Linked DNA regions of Mus musculus: region 2 is linked to region 1. A link is a contact called in public promoter capture Hi-C data. All regions are on one chromosome and are shown on one strand. Each heading gives the region's core, a stretch centred on a gene start, on an enhancer-like site or on the middle of the called end of the contact. The rest is flanking DNA. Distances are from core to core; before and after follow the strand shown. Region 1 overlaps Aff3 (AF4/FMR2 family, member 3). Region 2 has its middle 76 kb from the start of Lonrf2.

Region 1 (3,950 bases), core at 763-3,262:
AATCCATCCAATGGAGGAGCTAGAGAAAGTACCCAAGGAGCTAAAGGGATCTGCAACCCTATAGGTGGAATAACATTATGAACTAACCAGTACCCCGGAGCTCTTGACTCTAGCTGCATATGTATCAAAAGATGGCCTAGTCGGCCATCACTGGAAAGAGAGGCCCATTGGACTTGCAAACTCTATATGCCCCAGTACAGGGGAACACCAGGGCCAAAAAGGGGGAGTGGGTGGGCAGGGGAGTGGGGGTGGGTGGATATGGGGGACTTTTGGTATAGCATTGGAAATGTAATGAGCTAAATACCTAATAAAAAATGGAAAAAAAAGAAATATAATATATAATTCTATTATATATTTACCACATTTTAACTATCCACTCATCATCTGATGGGTGTCTAAGCTGATTTCCTTTCCTTTTTTGCTTCTTTTTATTTTGAGAAAGAATGTCACTTAGTTGCCTTGAGCTCATTACATAGCCCTGGTTGGCCTTGAACACGCAATTCCCTTGTCTCAGTAGCTTTAGTAGTTGGCATGACGGGATTGGAGTTAGTCATGATTTTTTTTTTTATTGTGAATACATATCACATTACAGGAGCAGGAAATAATATACCTGTTGTTTGAGATGGGATTTTTCTACGTTTAGGCTGGTGTCTTAACTCCTAGACTCAAAGCAATCCTCCTGCCTTAGCCTCCTGAGGCAGGAAGGCCAAAAGCATGTGCCACCACTGACATCTTGATTAATTTTGATTTGATTTGTTAATATTTCATTTTATTTTATTGTATTTCATTTTATTCCATTCAGTGTATATGTGTGTGTGTGTGTGGGGGTGGGGTGGGGTACATGAATGGCTATGTGCACCTGTGTGAGAGAGAGCAGAAGTCAGAGGCTGAAGGTGGGTATCTTCCACTCTCCACCTTATTTTGGGGACAGGATCACTCTTACTGAACTTGAACTTGGGGCTCACTCTTCTGGCTACCCTGGATAACCAGTGAGCTCCAGGGATCTTCCCACTTCAGTGTATCTCACCAGTAGGCTACCACACCTGGTTTTTATATGGGTCCTGAGAATTTGAACTCAGGCCCTCAAGCTGGACTGCAAGCACCATACCCACCCAGCCATCTCCCTATGCCGCAATAGTTTCAAAGGTTATCGGAGGTCTGGGATACAGCCTGTTTATGATGCATAGCCAAGAGGTTGGATGGAGGAACTCCTCTTTGGTCGGGGCACAACCAGGTGCCACGAGAACTGGTCATCGGCTCACCAGACAACGTTTTTGGACATCTCTCCCTTCAAAACTGTACTTGTTTCTTGCCGACTGCCACAGGCTAGCCACGTGGCTCCCTGTCCCTGAGGTTTCCATCTATCTCTGGCTGTCAGGAGAGAGACTGGCTTCGGGAACTTGTTGAAGTCTTTAGTGGCATGCAGGCAGAATGGCTCGGTTCTTTATCTGAACCAGTCACACCATTACTTTAAAAGAGCTTGTAAGGTGTAGGCCAAGAGGAAAGGCAGAAGAGACAGGATGGTTTTTATTTTAGAAATTAGAAGGCATCTTATCTGGAAGGCCTATAAAGAATTTGGTCCATCTCATGTATCATCAGCCTTTTCTTCTCCCAGCTAAGATGAAGAAGCCAAGTCTTAGAAACAGGAGGCCCCTGTGCAGTTGCCTGGCTTTAGGAATCTGCAAGTGAAGCCCTTGAAAAACATCTCCAACACGCAGACTCTTGTCTCTCACACTAAATAAAAACATGATCCAATGCCGAGGCCACAATCCTAATGCTGCCATGTGTTAAACTGTAGTTCATGGCACAGACAGAAACCATCCACCTTTCCCCTCACATTATTAGCACGCGCAACAGCCAGCACAAACCGGCAGGCCGAGCTTCACCCAGAGCTGCCCGTGCTTGCAAGACTGAAGATAACCAGTAACATGAAATGACTCTTACCCTGTTTAAGGCTTGATCCAGCTGTGGCTTAGCAGGTCAGAACCTAGCACACGTGATTTAAATAACGCGCTACACATTCCAACCATCCTTCTCCCCGACTCACAGTTACACCTCCATCTCCCAGGAACAGCGTCAAGTCTGTGACGTGCCCAGGATGAAGGCAAGAGGTTTCTTGGTTAGAGTACTTTGTCTGGTTAGAGATAAAGGACAAGCAAACAGTCCCGAGCTGTCAGTTAATATTTTTAACCCGAAAGAAAGAAAAATCCATCTTCTCGCTTCACAGCCAATCTGTGTTTTTCAAACAGTGCAGATTCCTCTCCATATCAAGTGTCAGATCAGTTTCTGCTTTTTAGCACAAGACAAATAAAAAGTTATCCACGAAGTTTCAAGGGCATCTTAGAAATGAGAGCTGAAGTTTAGTACCTTTCCTTGCTATCCAATTGGCAGAGCATCTTGCAAGAAAGACAAAACCTGCAATTAATAAACCGAGTCCCAGGGTTTCAGGATCTTCACATTCCACTTCCTCCCTTCCTGGATAAGTGGAGCCGCACAGATACAAAGAACAGTCTCTCTCTCTCTCTCTCTCTCTCTCTCTCTCTCTCTCTCTCTCTCTCTCTCCCTCCCTCCCTCCCTCCCTCCCTCTCCCTCCCTCCCTCCCTCCCTCCCTCCCTCCCTCTCTCTGCCCCCTGGCCCGGCCAATATTCAGGCTCAAGACTCCATGAAACAGATATTTTCCATTCTATGACCTCAGTTTTAGGAATTCGTTTTTTTTTTTTTTTTTTTTTTTTGCTTCTTCTTCTCCAGAATCTAGTTATTTTACTTGGCAGCTTTCCAGCTTTCATTCTTTCTTTCTGTCTCTTTCTCTCCCTCTCTTCCACTCTCCACTTATCATTCATTCCTATTCATCAGTGCTTTGAAGACACTCGAGTCAAGAGTCTCGATGTGATGTCTGCAGGGTGTTAGAATTAGTAAGTGAAACTAATGGGATTTCCCACTAAATTTGAATTTTATGTAAACAACAAATAATATTTTTTTGCATATGTATGCCCTAAATATTGCACAGAACACACACTGAAAATTATTCCTTGTCTATCTGAAATTCAAATTGAACTGGGTGCCTTGTATTTTATCTGGCATCTCTACTCAGAGGTTGAAGAGAGGCATCTATTTACACCTCCCAGAGGAGGGGAACTTTCCTACAGACCTTCCTCCTGAATGTTCCTGGCCTCGAAAGCTTTCCACAGCTTCCCTTTATTTTAACTGTGGCCTACGTGCTGGATTGCGAGCTCCCCAGGGCAGAGAGCAGCATGGCATGGGCAGGGTCCATCGGAGGCACTAGGGTCTCGCACAGCACCACCCAAGGTCAGCATTTGCACAAATGCCTCCCAGGTAACAACAGACCCCAGTGCTGCTCCCAGCCATGCAAGCTGGGTCTGAGCTGATGATTTATTCAAGCACTGAGCATCAGTTTGGAATCTTCTCTGCTCAGTTCTTGTTCAGAGGCACTTGGCACGATCAGTAACAGTGACGATTAAAAACTCTGGTTATTTAGAGACATGTCAATATTCATCGTCTTACGAATATGCTGAAGTCTAGTGACCAGGACAGGTCATCTACAGAGGTGTCCTGAAAAGCATGGCTCCAGGAGTCAAACCAGGCCGAATCCTGGCTCAATCACAAACCTCTCACGCATGGATGCCTGTGCTTTGCCCATGTCATTTCTACACTCTTGGGGTGGGGACCTTCTCAGCACACTAAAAAGGGGGGCGAGGGGCACAAGATAGGGAAGACTCCCCATTTTTGAAGATGGCTTTAAAAAAAAGAAATTTTGTCTTGTGGTCAAATGAATGATTTTTCCTCAAATCTATAAATATTTTCCATCTGTATTTTCTATGTTTACTGATTTGAAAAATATTTCCAGAGTATATAGTTTCTGAAATTTTTATCATATTGGTCTAAGAAGCAAAAGTTTATGGTTATTATTTCTACTCAATTATTGCCTATTT
Region 2 (3,665 bases), core at 703-3,202, 460 kb after region 1:
GTAGGTGCATCTGGCTAACTGTTTGCCTTTCTGCCTTTTTGTGGGCATTTGTCGTCCATACACTAAGGGACAAGAGGAAAGAAGCAGAGGCTGCGAGGAGGAGGAAGGGGGGGTGGTATGATATGCAAACTGAGCTGCAATGACCTATGTTTCATTTCTCAGGCTGAGGGACGACTAGGAACCTGAGTGTTCTGGGCATACTCTGCTATACACAGGTACTGTGGCAGTAAATCAGACAGCCTGTTTTGGATTACAATTTAGTAACACCCGCTGAGTGCAGATCCTTGCGTGACTTGCCCCAGGGGTTTAGTCTTTGAGGTGTGAGCCTCTACAACCTCCTATAAATGCCTAGACTCTAGAATGCTCTATGTCTTCATTTAAAAAGTTGGACATGGAACATGGAGGACTGGGCCAAGCAAACCCCAGAGACAAATGTTACATGGTGTGTCTATATGACAGAATATTATACACACTGTCCTGAGAACATACCGGGATCTGTGTATTGGCATGCACAGTAAAATGTGATGTCCCAGCAGCCTTGACAGGAGAAGCTCATGTCTAGAACAATCAACAGCCACAGAAACAGAGACCTGCATTCTTTACATTATTCTCTTTGCAAGTCACATTGCATACAATTCCTGTAAGTGACCCAATTTTATAAAACTTTGTACTGTGTAATCAGAGACACATCAGGGTTATATTCATCTACTCTGAAACATGTTTTCAACCAACAGACACAAAACAACTGGGGCTGTTTTACTGCATTTGAAACCATGTGGGCCTACGAGGAGACACTTTACAGAAACTGGAAGAAACACATTTCTTTCATGAGTAAACAAGGGGCAGGTATGTGGGCCAAGCTTACTTAGGAGATGTGTGCCCTAGCCAGGCTTGGCGGTGCACACCTTTAATCCCAGCGCTCTAGAGGCAGAGGTAGATGGAGCTCTTGAGTTCAAGGCTACTCTGGTCAAAAAAGAGTTCCAGGATAGCCAGGGCTACACAAACAAACTCTGTTTTGAGAGAGAGAGAGAGAGAGAGAAGAAGAAGAAGAAGAAGAAGAAGAAGAAGAAGAAGAAGAAGAAGAAGAAGAAGAAGAAGAAGAAGAAGAAGAAGAAGAAGAAGAAGAAGAAGAAGAAGGAGAAGAAGAAGGAGAAGAAGAAGAAGGAGGAGGAGGAGGAGGAGGAGGAGGAGGAGGGAAGGGAGGGAGGGAGGAAGGAAGGAAGGAAGGAAGGAAGGAAGGAAGGAAGGAAGGGAGGAAGGGAGGAAGGAAAGGAGAGAGAAAGAAAGAAAGGAAAAGAAAACAAAGACTAGTTAGCCTCTGGCAGTTAAGCCTTCCCCATCTGCAGCAAGCATTTGTGCAGGGTATCTTCTTTGAACCCCTCTCTAGTTGAAATGGATGAAGCACATGGTCAAACAGCAGTGGAGCTGGCATGATTATGGCTCCTAGCAAGGTCAGGTGTCAGGCGCATGCTGCTAACATTCAAAAGAGGCAGGACCCCCGACTGGACAGGCCTCCTCAAAGACTTTTCTAGAACAATCTATTTGTCCTCCCCCACCCCATCCCCCAACTCTAGGACTTCCTCTCCCTCATCCCAGCCTTCTGCTTCTCCATTGCTACTTGATTTAAACAAATTTCAGGGGAAAGGTAAAGAGACACACAGGCAGGCAAACAGACAAGCAGACAGACAGACAGACAGACAGACAGACAGACAGACAGACATGTTGCTGGGAAGAAAAGATGTGTAGTGAAGGAGCTTGGTCAGTTAGAAAGGAGGGCAGTCAGAGATGGGTTCTTTTGGATGCGAGTTGTGCTAACAGAAAGTATGAAAAACAGACCCTGGCCCAATGACGTGATGACTGAAAAACAGCTACAAGCCAGCCGCCCCAGAGGGCCGCTCCACTCGACAAGGTGGCCATTGATGCAGGCCAGGTGTGCTCACTCTCCACTCCTCTCATTTTCCCGCCTGCTGGGCCTCCCTGCTGCTCAGGAAGCTGTGCAGTCAGGCCTGGCGGTGCCTGCAGAACTCCACCGCAGGTCAGAAGCAGGGGGAGCTGGGTGGGGGTGGGGGGGCTGGACTGGGTCACACTGTAAATGCAGTGACTGTAGCCAAGGCAAGTTCACGGCCTCAGAGTGCTTTGGGGACAGGGTTTGCAGAGCTCATGGCTTTCCTGACTGCTGGAGCCTGTGAGGGAAGATGAAGTCGCCTGTGCTGCTAGAGCCAGGGCTGTATGCTTGCTGGACACTCTGTGACAACCTCTCTACCTAATAATCCATAGACAGGACTCAGAGTGAGCACACTGCTCGTGTGGGAAGGTCAGGTAACTTGTCTAATGCCACCCATCCAGAGAGAACCGGAGTCTGGATTAAAACCCAAGCTGTCTGCTACACTATTGCCGCCTTTGAGGTTTGCCTTTGGCTCTCACCAGACATAAATCCACCTCCATTCACCTGCCCCTGGCCGAGCCTATGACACATCAGGCCGGAAAGTTAGATATGCCCAAAGCAGGATTTCTACATCTCTCTCTCTCTGCCATGCTCCTTGGAATACATTAAGAGGTTAATCTTAATAGATATTCAAAAGTCAATGTGAAACCTTAGTGGTAATGGGGGAGCCATCAGGACTACAATGTCCCATCACCTCTCAGTGCCTGAGGGAGCAGCTGTGGTTGCTAGACCCTCAGCTAGGAGTCACTGAGTGTGAGTGGGACCATCACTCAGAGGGCTCAGCCTGCCAATCTGGCCTCATCTTCCTGCCTCTCCCTTCTTGCTCCTTGTGGTCTGCTCAGTCCTTTTGCAGGGTTGGTGTGGGGGCAGGGTGTTGAGGAGCCCCACCTCCCTTCTGATAGTTGGTAAAGTAACAGGATCTATACGCAACTGCAACTATGGATACAAGAGCATCACAGATGGGTGGGAAGTCTGACGCCTGTGAGGGAGTTAATGTCTGCCTAGCCTGGAAAGTGAAACTACTTTAAGATGAAAAAGGTGGGGCTGGAGAGATGGCTCAGGGGTTAAGAGTGCCGACTGCTCTTCTGAAGGTCCTGAGTTCAAATCCCAGCAACCACATGGTGGCTCACAACCATCCGTAATGAGATCTGATGCTTCTTCTGGGGTGTCTGAAGATAGCACCAGTGTACTTACATATAATAAATTTTAAAAAAAGATGAAAAAGGTTACATCTCTAAGGTGTCAGGAACCTGTGGAGGAAGGTGGTGTCTTGAGAGGAGACAGAGGGCAGGAGCTGGGTTCAGGTGCTTCCTCCTTCGCTAAGGCCATGCAGTCCAAGCGTCACTGTGTTATGGCTTGAAGGTCAGCCCCTCAGCCCCATGCTGTATGCTGGTCTACTCGATCCCTGCACCCAGAATCCTTTGCATCTGGAATATCCCCGGGATTCTCATGTAGTTTAAGGCCTGATCCCTGGCCAGTGGCATTATTGCAAGGTGTGTTGGCTAGTTTTATGTCAACTTGGCACAAGCTAGAGTCATTTGGGAAGAGAGACCCTCAAGCAAGGAAATGACTCCATAGGGTTTTTGGAGGCAAGTCTGTGGGGGCATCTTCTTCTTTTTTTTTTTATTTTTTTTTTTGTAACCATTTTTTTTATTATGTATTTTCCTCAATTACATTTCCAATGCTATCCCAAAAGTCCCCCATACCCTCCCCCCCACTT

What was found. Promoter capture Hi-C pulls out the DNA fragments that hold promoters and counts their contacts.
Region 2: a promoter capture Hi-C map of second pharyngeal arch cranial neural crest shows a contact between it and region 1. The contact joins two enhancer-like sites. A contact is called at or near these places in 4 of 39 promoter capture datasets (the C10 cell line, cranial neural crest, frontonasal cranial neural crest and 1 more), 2 of 15 datasets of contacts at CTCF or cohesin (large pre-B cells and pro-B cells), 12 of 484 Hi-C or Micro-C datasets (bone marrow-derived macrophages, cardiomyocytes, cerebellar granule neurons and 6 more) and 1 of 115 datasets of contacts at active chromatin or transcription factors (embryonic basal ganglia).

Annotation. Positions count from the first base shown.
Region 1 is chr1:38,302,734-38,306,683 of GRCm38.p6, forward strand. All of the region lies in intron 8 of Aff3 (AF4/FMR2 family, member 3), which reads right to left. Among named protein-coding and RNA genes, the nearest start is that of Gm16150, 85 kb to the left of the region's middle. Within about 2 kb of position 2,013, at least 13 of the 459 cell types and tissues checked have an H3K27ac peak or open chromatin away from gene starts, as enhancers often do.
Region 2 is chr1:38,758,644-38,762,308 of GRCm38.p6, forward strand. No RefSeq gene overlaps it. Among named protein-coding and RNA genes, the nearest start is that of Lonrf2, 76 kb to the right of the region's middle. Within about 2 kb of position 1,953, at least 18 of the 459 cell types and tissues checked have an H3K27ac peak or open chromatin away from gene starts, as enhancers often do.